Linked DNA regions of Mus musculus: regions 1, 2 and 3 are each linked to region 4. The links are chromatin contacts, called in public targeted proximity ligation maps. All regions are on one chromosome and are shown on one strand. The core of a region is the stretch at or near the end of the contact, and the rest is flanking DNA. Distances in the headings are between cores, read along the strand shown.

Region 1 (3,085 bases), core at 545-3,044, 650 kb before region 4:
AAAACCCTTTGGCCAGAGCAGCAGGAATTCCATTACACACCTCTCTGCTGGTGAGATAAGATACATGGTGTGGGATTTTCTTTTCTTTTCTTTTTTTTAAATTTTCCCTCGAGTTGTATTTTATATTATGTTTTTGTTTTACAAATTTGATATGAGCACACATAAAAATTTAAACAGTATAAAAGAATATTTCTTCTTTATGGAGCAACAGCTGCCAGTCGTATTTTGTATATCTTTGTAGAGATCTGCAAAGCAAATATAAACTCAAGGATATTTGCTTATCACTACAACCTCCTTCCGCTGTCTGTCTTTCGTGTGTCTTGCTTTTTTTTCCCCCACCTGGCAGCATGTCCCAGCATCTGTCCAGTATTAGAACAGATATTCTATTATGAAGATATACCATAATTGCCTTAACCACTTTTCTAATAACAAATAGTTAACTGATACAGTCTTAGTGGGGTGTGTGGGTGGGTGTATATACACGTGCACGCACGAGTGCATACACGCATATGGGCACCCAGACCTGTGTGCACATGTATACCATGACATAAGTTTGGAGGTTAGATGGAATTGGTTTGCTCCTTCAATCATTATGTAGGCTCTAGGGGTAGAACTTAGGTCCCCACGCTTGTGAGTCAGACACCTTTACTCATTAAGCCAACCCTCTGTCCTGGCACAGTCTCTTACTCTTATGCCAATAAGGCTTTTCTGCTTCAGCCAATGCAAAGTGCTCTCCCCTTTGTTGAAGTTCTTCAATGAGGAGCTTCCCAATGAGCAAGCCACACTAATGGCCACCTTGTGTTGCCAGTGAAGCTCCAAATGCCCAGGTCTTCCTGGCTGATGGTGCCTGCATCTTCCTACTCTCTCTGCTCCAGAAGACAGTAAGGAAGAAGATGCTATATTCTTGCCTCTCACCCTTGCTACTGCTGAGAGTAGACCCTGAAGCTCTGGTGGAGTTTGGTTTAAATGAACTCTTTTCCCAGCCACCCGCTGACCTCTGGCCTGACTATCAGGCTCTGTGTACCGAGTGCTAGGCTAGGTGGAGCAGATCTGGGAAGGCTTCCAAAACAGTGGCTGTGGGCGAGGCCAACACAGGAGCAAGCAGAGTTGCGTACTAGATGCTGCCCATGGGCACTCTGCTCTTCTCTCAGAAGAGAAATCTTGGAGGTTACCACCTCAGTCAACCAAGCAGCTTAGATTTGGGTGTTTGGGCATAACGAGCACATGTTGAGAAGCCTTTGACGAGGATTTACAGGACACATAAATAGTTTATGCATCTCACAGAGGAGAACCGGCATGTGCACACCTAACTTGCAAGAATCCTACATGAGTGCTTAAAACAAAAGAGGAAGAGTTAAAGTGTTGTGAGCTTGCCCTACGAGTCACCGGATGAGCCTGGGATGAACAGCAGATACAGCCAAACGTGAGAGCAACCTCCCTTGTGGACTGAAACCTTCAGCAAGACTGGAAAAGTGATGGCAAAGGTCTGACTGCCTAAACTTTATTTCTGCCAGAGGTGTGAGAGTGTTCATAGAAGAAGGCAATGGGGATAATGAACAAGGGAGCGGCATCCAAGGAAACCCTGTTTAGCATTGTCTGCATCAAACTGCACACTTGGAATGTACTTGCCTTTGAACTTGAAGAATTTTCAAGGTTACGATTGACAGTGCATGAATTCCACCCTTAGAAACCAGCCTTTACCATGATCCCCATTATACTCCAGTGAACTCCTCTCTATCTCACCAGAGCTTGCCTGACGCTCACAGCAGTAAAGTGAATGGCAGGATTCATAAGCTGCAAGTCAACAGCCAGTGTGGAGTTCAAAGCTATGAAGTTGGCACGGCCTCAGTGCTTAACCAACTCACTTCATGGCTTCCTCATTCACAGCCCTGCTACCTATATATCTAGGAACATGAGATAGGACTGGGTGGCTGATGGACATCTTTAACCAAGACTCTGGTATGTCCCAGAACTTTCAGAGATCAAGGCCACCCATATCGGTAGATTAACATTTGGTGGTTTTCAAAGGCCCTGAGCTCCACAATTTCCTTGTTTCTCTCCTCAGATCTTTCACCTGATATTCTGTGAATGACCCTCATCCTGAGTTATAGCCCTGAAATAAAGCCCCAAAGGCTCAGTGGTATCTTGAATATATAAACCCTCTTAGATCTAAGACCAATCCATCTGCAATGAACTTTGAATTCCTGGGGTCTTTATTGAAGTCATGAACTCGGAAAACTAAGATGTTAATAATGCCAAGATCACATGCTTTACAAACCCCGTTTACCACTTCCTGGAGGTTGTAAACTGTGGTGAGGTATGGGTGGCATCGCTACAGCTTTTCCCACAAGAGGAAAACTTGAAACAGGTAAGAAATAGTGACAGAAAGCTCTCCCAAGAATCAGTACCAATGGCCAAGGAGCACACAAGAAGATACTTAACCTTGATAATCAGGAGGGGGAAAAAATCAAAGGGAAAACCCCCACAAGATACCACGTCACAATCACTGGGAGATTCATAATTTTTTTAAAGGCCAACAGTGATGAGTATGACCACAGAGAATTGGAATCTTCCTACACTGGTTGATGGGGTCGTCAACTTGTTCAACATCCTTGAGAAACAGCTTGGCAGTCCTTTAAATGGTTAAACACAGATGGTGTGCTCCCCCAGTGGTCTGACTCTCAGGAAACATACCTCAGGTGTGAGAGAATGCCTGTGGTTGGATGTCTATGAAAACATAAATCATCAAAGACTTCAAAACTGATCTGTTTTGCACAGTTGCCTAAGCTCCTCCTTCGCTTATGCAGAATTACTTTTCCATAAATGATTGCAAGCTGGTGATCATTTTATTCTGCTTAAAATGTTTAAAATGGACTGCCTGTATAGAGGCTGGGTCAAAGCCACGATGCGCATGGACTGAGAAGCCGGACTCTGCATTTAAATCTTGGGGTGTCCTTCACTTAGTTCCTTCACCTCTCTGTACCTCATTCTCCTCCTTCATAAAGTGGAACAGCAACATAGCCTGCAGAGTGCTTAAACCCACTAAGAAATATAAAGCACACATAACCCCAGGGTTCTGCAGCTA
Region 2 (2,957 bases), core at 152-2,651, 760 kb before region 4:
TATTCTGTTTATTTTCTTTTGAGGGAGAGAGGAAAGGGAGAAAATGGCAGGCGTTGTGTGGATGGAGATGTGAGAAGAATCTGGAAAAACTTGGAGAGGAGAAAAAAATATGTTCAAAACATACTGTTTGAGAAAATAAGTACATAAATAAGTCCCATATTCTATTTCTTTTCTGTTGGAACACAGTCCAAGAATGGAGATTTGTGAGATCTCTGAATGGTTGTGAGAAAACTCCAAGAAATCAGAATACAAGTCTTGTAACCTCGGATTCTTCTGAACATGGAAGTGTTCTTGGGTTATGTTTTCATGCTCCTCCCAGGTGTAAAAGATAGGAGCAAGTTTGCTTTAGTTGTTATTCTTGTGCCTCTATGGGAAAAATATTTCCCTCGTGATTGCACACTTTACTCAGGTGACTCTTCTTAACTCTCAGAGTATAACTTGTCCGATGCTCTGAATAAAGCATGAGTTGAGTCCACCTCGTCTTTTAGATCCCACTCTACCATTCATGCCACCAACTAGAGCAGTAAACACTTTTCCCCAAGATACTCCCAGTATTTCTATTCTAGAGGACGCTTTTTTGATTATTTTATTATAATGAAATTAAGTATATGTGTGTGCCTGTGGGGAGTGGGCTCATGTGCACAGGAGTCAGGTGCCCACTGAGGCAGAGCTGTCAGATCTCCTGGAGCTGGGTTACAGGTGGCTGTGAGATGCTTGACATAGGTGCAGGAACTCAAACTCAGGTCTTCTGGAAGAGTAACATGTACTCTTAAGCACTGCGCCCTCTCTCCAGTCATTATCAACATGCTTGCTCTGCAATGCCTGTCTTCTATAGTCACTTAAATCTATTCTTACCCCAGAAGCTAGCTATTCAGATTATAGTCTATTTTTTTTAATGCATGCAGAGTAAGCTGGGGCTTTGCTAAGATTTAACAAATTCAAATTGTATGAAGCTTTCATAACTCTGTCATTCACTCTTCTGAAACAAAGTTTTCATCCTCTGAGATGTTTCTATTCAAGTGCTTTTCCCCAGTGAGCCTGGGCTATAGCTCAGTGGTACTGCAGTTGCTCGGCATGTGTGATGTCCTGGGTTAAATCCCAGGAATGGGGGTAGGGAGTGGGATTACAACTACCTGCCTGGCTTTGAGGCTGACCCAACTGAGGTGACAAGGGAATGAAGGGCATACATGTGTACATAAAGATTGTGATTAGCTGGGCAATGTGCTGTAATAGAGACACCATCAGCCTAAGAATTCAGCTCATGTGTGTGTGTGTGTGTGTGTGTGTGTGTGTGTGTGTGTGTGTGTGTGTGTGTGTATGCGCGCACACACTGCTGATCCTGGAGGTGGGTTTACAGTACAAGGTTGAACAAAGAGGTGAGGTTATATGTACAGCTGAATGGGGAGGATGTGGGCCAGCTTATCTCAGTAGGAGGAGCAGTTTCAGGCTGCAGTCATCAGAGGCTGTGGGTGATAGTTTCTGCATATGCCACTTTAGCTAAATGTCAATCCTCCTTAACATCCGTGGACCAGGAGGCTCTGCCACTGAAGCCTGACCCAAAGAAGGCTTTGCCACCCCCGTGGGTGTGAAGCACTGAGAGCCTTGATGTGGCTGTGCTCATATCACAGCACATGCTCACTGAGGATTCATCCCACAAAACATAGTATTTTCCTTTGTCTTTATGTTTGACTCGTTTTTTTTTGTTGTTGTTGTTGCTGTGGTTGCTCTGAGATAGGGTCTCACTATGTAGCTCAGGCTGACTCTGAACTCAGTGAATCCCCTGCCTCCGTCTCCTGAGTACTGAGCTTACAGGCAAGAACAATCAGGCTTTCTTACTTGCCTTTATGCTACACATTTTTACTAACATTTCTTTTTTTTTTTTTTTTTTTTCAATATATAAGTCTTTTATTCTCCCAAAAGAGCCCAAATTGTTCATGTGGTCAGGATCTCGTTTCTGGGGCCAGGAACTGAGGCCTCCTCACTCGTCAGCCTGCTGCACAGTTCCCTTCTCAGACACATAGATGCCGTCCAAAAACTTCCTGATATCCTTGTTTTTAACTGTTGTGGCTTGCTGAATCAGGGCAGCTGAATTTGAAACAAGTTCAATGTCATTTCCTTCAAGGATTAACTCATCCTTCTGGGCTTGAGAGACAGAACAAGCCACACCTGTCCTCATCCGAACCCTGCGGATGTATTTTTCACCCAAGAAATTTCGGATTTCAACCAAAGAGCCATTCTCCTGGATGACGACGTTGATGGGGAAGTGAGCGTACACAGACCGCATCTTGTATTGGAAGCCCAGCGTGACACCCTTGATCATGTTCTGAACATGACTGCAGATGGTCCTGACGGTGGCCAGTTCCTTTCTGTTACCCCACCATTTGTCAACCCGGAGCCTTTTCTTCTTCTTCCCAAGAAGACTCAGCTCCACGTTGATGTGATTGAAGTCCCTCCGCAGAGTCCCCCTGGGGCCCTTCACAATGACTGTGCGCCCCTTCAGAGTGATTTCGACATTCTCTGGAATGTCCACAGTCTGATTGCTGAGAATGGTCTTCATCCTCGCAGTAGATGGGGCAAAGAGCCTAACATTTCTTTATGGAAGAATTATGAAACTGTTAGCAGAAGAAGCCATTGATATGTTAGATAATTAGGATAAAGAATCGAGGTAATTTTAGAGTTTTACTTTGATGAAACAGACTTACCCACGTGATAAGACTAGGCATTAAGGTGTTCTGAATCTCTATATATTCAGATTTAATTTTAGAAAAATTATGATCATGGATTATTCATCAGCCAAATAAAATGATAAATTACCTTCCTCCCCAGTCAACTGTATTACTTCATTTTCCATGACGTGAATTTTAATGTAATTCAGAGCAGCTTTATTCTCAGAGGCATTTGCAGTACCTCTTCTTACGAGAGCCAAAAGCCCCACCAGAACTCTCATTTTTATTATA
Region 3 (2,831 bases), core at 88-2,587, 850 kb before region 4:
TAAAGTCACAAGCAAGGGTAGTATGGACAGAGAACAGCAGAGTACAGAGAAACCTGGGACCTCAGCAGGACCCTCTGTTGCTACTTTCCCCAGCCACCTTTACAACTGTGGGATGCCCAGTTACACCCCATGGGCGTGGATAAGGGTCTTCACACAACTCTTACACCACAGTGGCTAATATTCTATCTCACATGTGGATAGCTCCAAAGGATACAAGTCCAAGCCCCCTGCTCTTTATGTCACCCCACCCCACCCCCCACCCCCCCCCCCCCCCCCGCCGCCAGCTTTCAGACCCAGACTACTTGCTGTGTCCCGGCTATCTGACTTCCTGTTACCCAGAGGTCTCCTGGGACCCCACTTCCCTCACTGATGGCAAAGTTCAGTTCCCACATCTGAAGTGTGACCCAGCAGCCAGGCACACCTGCCATCGCCACCCTCACCTGCTCTCCTTCCTCTCAGGTGACTGGGGCAGCCCGGCTTTGGCTGACAGCCATAGGTGCTCCCTGCAGAGGCCTTTTATAACGCCCTTGCAAAATGTAAGCCGGGAACAGCTGAAAAATCAACCTCTAACTGCTCTTTCTATCAAGTGGCTTCGGCATGAGCAAAGCAAAATGGGGCCATGGAAAACAGTTCTCAAATAAACAGTTTCACTATCAAAGGGATAGTAAACAACTGCCAATGCAAATCCATGGGCTGCACTGTTCAGGCCTGCCCCAGTCACAGGGAGGGAGCTATGATATCAGGGGACTAGATGGCCAACACTCAGCTGTTCCAAATTTTCCCTTCCAAAAGAGGCCTAAGAGCAGAGGCCCAAGGTTCCCCAGCCACTTGGCCGGCACACAGGCTCAGCCTGCCCTCATTTGTAAGGACACTGGAGGAGGAGGAGGAGGAGGAGGAGGAGGAGGAGGAGGAGGAGGAGGAGGAGGAGGAGGAGGAGGAGGCGGCGGCAGTAGGGATAAGAGAAAAAGCCTAGCCACTGAAAGTCAAATCCACCACTAACACCTAAACTGAAAGGCAAGTCAGGAATCATGCCTAGGTTTACATTCTTAAGAACTGGTCTGGCTGCATCTGTACAAACAAAGGAGTGACCCAGAAAGGTTCCTGTGATTCTCCAGGTGATGGAGAAGCACAGTCCTGGCCACCAGCCCTTCTTGCCAATGACCACTGGTACGTCCCACCCTCCTGGACACCCTTCCCTGCCACACATACACACACACACACACACACACACACACACACACACACACACACACACACACGAGACCGCTTATGCTCCGCCCACAACAAGCTGCCACCCTATGTCATCAGCTCCCTTCTGCACACTGTGCCAAATGCAGAGAAGCTGCAGCGAGCAAGCACTGTCCCAGGGGGGCTGGTGCACAGCTGTGACCTGGCCTCACCACGTAGTGATGACATTACCTGAAGACATGTCTCTTTCAAGAACTCTTTTCCAAGCTAGAAGCTGCTCCTTCCAGTTGTAGCTGTAGGCCCTGCCAACCAGGGAAGAGCAGTGTCGGCTGCAGAGCAGCAAACCTGCTGTGATAACTGCAGCTGTTTGTGCTTCCTGAAGACTCAGTAGTAGCAGTGTGCCCACATGGTAGCCCTCTTACCTCCTCTCTCTGAGAGGTGCCAAGCTCTGTCTTGCTACAAACACAGTTAAACCAGTACCCAAAACTGTCTTCTCCCTTCTCACACCCAGGCTAGGCTCTTTAATTATCTGTGCTTCATTTTCCCATGGGCCTAAATGGTGGACAGAAAGCACCCCCCACCCCCGCACCCACCCACCCCCCACGCAATCTGGGCATGTGGAAGGGAAGGATTGAACAGGCTGCCAGTGGCACCTCACACTCAGAGGATGCTTACGTGATCAGGTATGGTTGACGCCACAGTTTACCACTGCTTTTGACCATATCACAAGCTCTGATGAGCGGGGTACCACAATGCCATGGCTCAGAGGCTGATCTGCCACCCCACATGGACAGGACCCCATGAGGACACTTTCTAGGAAGGTAGAAGCAGTTGGTCCCTGGCTGCTACAACATGGCTTTGGGTGGTGCTTCCCAAAGCACATCCCCAGATCAGTGGGGGGCATCCAAACACACTACTGGCTGCCACCTGCTCCCCGAGCTACCTGCTTTAGAAACTCTGGGCTGGGCCCAACAAGAGTTACAAGCAAGCTCGGTGGCAAGGCTGGCACAAGCTGAAACTTGAGGCCCATGAGCTCACACAGATAAATACCTAAGGTCGCAAGGTCATGGGAACACCCAGCTTGGGACAGCCTGACATAACTACACTGGCTCCTCACCAACAGCACCCACTGGTTTTTGTTTTGGGGTTTGGGGGTTTGGTTGGTTTGGTTTGGTTTGGTCTGGGCTGTTTGTTTGTTTGTTTGTTTTTGCCAACTGTCAGGACCCCCAAACGTGAACTGCTTCAGGACATTCCCCCTCAGGGAAATGACTTGTGTCTCACTTTCCTGTCTCCAAAAGAGAACGGAGACATCCACATCCCAGGGTCAAGGCAGAAGCACATGGTCTGGGATTAGCCCTCAAGGAATCCCTATCCCCACTGTAGGTCTGCCCAAAGGTCTAACCAGCAAAGAAAACCAGCAAAGAGACCTGCTTCTTGGATGTTCCTCGTCTTAGGGCTTTGTTTTTGTTTTCTACCCACTCCATTCCAGAGAGCTGAGGAAAGACATTCAGAACAACAGACACTAACTACACCTGGCTCAGTGATGTCTCAGGCACTTATCTGTTCTGTCTACAACCTGGCCCTGCCTTGTTAGCCAACAACATAGAGAAAGCCCAGGCCACTGGAGTGGCTTACACAGCCCT
Region 4 (3,018 bases), core at 199-2,698:
ATCATTCTCCCTTGGCTTTGGTACTTGCTAACTGTATGACCTTGGTCGAGTCATGTACTCTTTCTGAGCCCAGCAACCTTATCCATAACATGTGGGCTCTAAGTAGCATATCACACAGAATGTTACGATGATGAAAAAGACCACTCAGCCTAAGCTGATGCACACCTTTAATCCCAGTACTTGGGAGGCAGAGGCAAACACATCTCTGTGAGTTCGAGGTCAAGCTGACAAGTTCCAGGACAGCCAAGGTTACACAGAGACGATACCCCTCCAAAAAGACCATTCATTGGGCAGGAGAGACGGCTCAGTAGGTAAGGTCAATGGCTGTTTCAGCGGACCTACCTTCTATTCCCAGGCCTGACCAGACCTCTTACAACCACCCAACTCCTGTTCCAGGGGGTCTGATGCCCTCCTCGGGCCCCGGCAGGCACCAGACACATACATGCTGCACAGGCACACATGCAGGCAAGTCATACACATAAAATGAAATATTAAAAAAATTACATGCATTAAAAGTCCATAACACAAAGGTGAGACGGAGCTCAGCTGCTACTTCATCTCCTCACCTCTGGCTCTGTATAATGAGCGGAGGTTTAAGAGGCAGGGTGAAACAAGACCAAACAAAGCCAGAACAAGCCAAAGCTAAATACCTGAAGCAAAAAGTACAGTTGAGCATGTTGTTTGGGCACTCGAAGGTGAGAAGTTAAGGACGAAGGATGGAAGGATTTGACTAGAGCTATCAGAGAGAACACACAACACCCAGATCTGAATTTCAGATGAACAATGGATTTCTTCAGTATCCCAAATATTGCACCAGACATTCTTTTACTAAATAAATTATTCATTGTTTATCTGAAATTCTAGTATAAATGGGTGTCAGTGTTTTCATTTACCAAACCATGCAACCTCGACAGCCTGATTTTTGTAAGAAATCTCTTAACCCTGTAAGGACACTCGGAGTTCAGAAGAGCCTGACGTGGGCAACTGCAGAGCCATCCTGGGAAAGGTCGCACCCTCTGCCACCCTTTGTTTTGTGAAGCAAGGGCCTCATGGGGAAAACCTCAAGTGAGCAATTTTCCCTTCCCTGCACCCTCCACATGAGCCTGCTGCAGAGAATGCTGGGGAGCCTGCTGCAGCCTCCTTACCCGCTTGGGTCTCTGTGACCCAGGTTTTCCTTGGGTGAGGCCCTGTGGTCACGCTATAGTGACTGTTTGAACCCCCACCACACCCTGCTTGGTTGCCAGTGGGTGGGGGCAGAAGAGGTAGAAACAGGGAAAGAATGCTTAGCCGTTTTGATCAGCTGGGTTGTGCTTTGTCAGATGGTCTCACAAAACTTTAATTCCTGCTTTGATGCCTAGTGGCCGCACAGTGTCCTCGCCAGGCTTGTCTTAATAGGCTGCTTGCATGAAGTCAGACGGATCGCCTTTGTTGCACTTTCGTACACCTCATGACAGCGGCTCTTTTACGTTAAGGAGGAAACTCTGTGGTTAAACTGTAGCCTAGGTATTTTTAGAGCCGTTACCATGTTAACCAAATTTCATACATTTCACCTGCAGGATATGCAGTAACACCAAGGCCTTCCCTAAAAGCTAACCAAAAAAAAAAAATGTATTTAAGCAATTAATGCAATTAATACTGTCTTTAGGACTAAGACCATGTTATCTGAGAACAGAGTCGCTGGTGCTGACACCTTTTCTCTTCTATTTTTTTTCTTTTTGAATGGATGGATGGTAATGTCTTTAAGGGAGTACCTTTTTCTTTGATACAAGTGACTTGAAGGGCCAGAACCAAAAGCTTAAAGCTGGTTAGTTCTAAAGGTCAGAGCCTGAAGGCAGCGACTCCTTTGTGAATCATTAAGCTTTCCTAAGCTGCTTCTGACAGACTTCTGGCTTTGCGCCACCTGTCTTGGGTCATTTTACACTGCGAATCCTTATGCTGTTCCAGTTTTTAAGTCAGTAGCAAAGGTTATGAGAAAGACAGAACTTGTGTTGCTGTTGTTTTCCTTCTCAATCCGGCATCGCCCCTAAGCTTTCAGAGCACAGAGCCAGTTTGTGTTTAGGGCATCTTCACACGCCCTACTAGAGAGCATTTAAAGAAGACCCATGGGTCCACAGATGAGCCAGATGTGATGGAAGGGATACCCATTAGCAATAAAGTGAGAGTCCCCATCACTACTGACCAGTGATTTTCACCACTAATCCCAGCACTGAAAGTTCAAGATAGAACTAATATCTGAGGTGCTATCAGATATTATCTTCCATCATCAGTTAAACTGGATGAGTTTTGACATACTTAGAATTCGCTGTGTTAGCCCAATGAGGTTCAAGTGACAGGACACGTCACTGCCAAGTTCTATGCCAGTTTATCTTCTAGTCATCTGAATAAAAGTCACTCTGCACCAAAAAAATTCTCTTAAACACAACGAAATTCTGTTTTATGGAGCCAAGGGACATTAAGCTGCTAAAACACATGCTTTCAAAATCGAATGTGGAATAGCTGTCCTGTTTCTCAAGGGAAAAAATACACAGTTAAACCTTGCTTATTCATAATAACCCAAACTTCCGGAAGGCTTAAGCATTTGGAATTGCTCCAAACCCAAAAGAGGGGAGGAGGGAAAGGGAAGGGTTTGGAGAGCAAGGGGATGGGGGGGGGGGGGGGGATGGAGGGAGAGAAGGACAGAATGAACCAGCAGCAAGCAAGCCAGTTTTTAGAAGTAGACCTGAAACCCTAGCAACACTGAAAGAAGACCTGGAGCTTGCATCTGATTGGCTTACCAGCCAGCCGGAATGCTGAGCTCTGATTGGCTAGTGATGATGTCTCCAAATAATCAGCCTTTTGCAGGGAAGCAAATTTATCTGGCAGAAAGGACAGGAGGTAGAAGAAGCAGGCAAGAAGCAAAGGGAAGCGAACAGGGCAAAATGAATGACAGGTTATTTGTAACAAAGGTGGCAGCTGAGACGACAATGAGAACAAGAATCACTATTTATGTAGCTGCTTACAGTTTTTACAAACTAGGCT

What was found.
Region 1: a targeted proximity ligation map of memory CD8 T cells shows a contact between it and region 4, with 14 read pairs. A contact is called at or near these places in 1 of 484 Hi-C or Micro-C datasets (CD4 T cells) and 3 of 130 datasets of targeted methods (double positive thymocytes, memory CD8 T cells and pancreatic cancer cells).
Region 2: a targeted proximity ligation map of T-cell acute lymphoblastic leukemia shows a contact between it and region 4, with 6 times the contacts expected there. A contact is called at or near these places in 1 of 39 promoter capture datasets (cranial neural crest), 7 of 484 Hi-C or Micro-C datasets (the G1E-ER4 cell line, brain, cerebellar granule neurons and 4 more) and 2 of 130 datasets of targeted methods (T-cell acute lymphoblastic leukemia and stem cell-derived epiblast-like cells).
Region 3: a targeted proximity ligation map of double positive thymocytes shows a contact between it and region 4, with 4 times the contacts expected there. A contact is called at or near these places in 3 of 130 datasets of targeted methods (astrocytes, double positive thymocytes and pancreatic cancer cells).

The regions. Positions count from the first base shown.
Region 1 is chr19:32,572,402-32,575,486 of GRCm38.p6, forward strand. No RefSeq gene overlaps it. Among named protein-coding and RNA genes, the nearest start is that of Gm36419, 31 kb to the left of the region's middle.
Region 2 is chr19:32,463,995-32,466,951 of GRCm38.p6, forward strand. It overlaps the pseudogene Rpl9-ps6. Among named protein-coding and RNA genes, the nearest start is that of Gm46659, 12 kb to the right of the region's middle.
Region 3 is chr19:32,376,599-32,379,429 of GRCm38.p6, forward strand. The region is part of intron 1 of Sgms1 (sphingomyelin synthase 1); the gene reads right to left. Among named protein-coding and RNA genes, the nearest start is that of Sgms1, 10 kb to the right of the region's middle.
Region 4 is chr19:33,221,598-33,224,615 of GRCm38.p6, forward strand. It overlaps the pseudogene Rnls. Among named protein-coding and RNA genes, the nearest start is that of Mir3970, 66 kb to the left of the region's middle.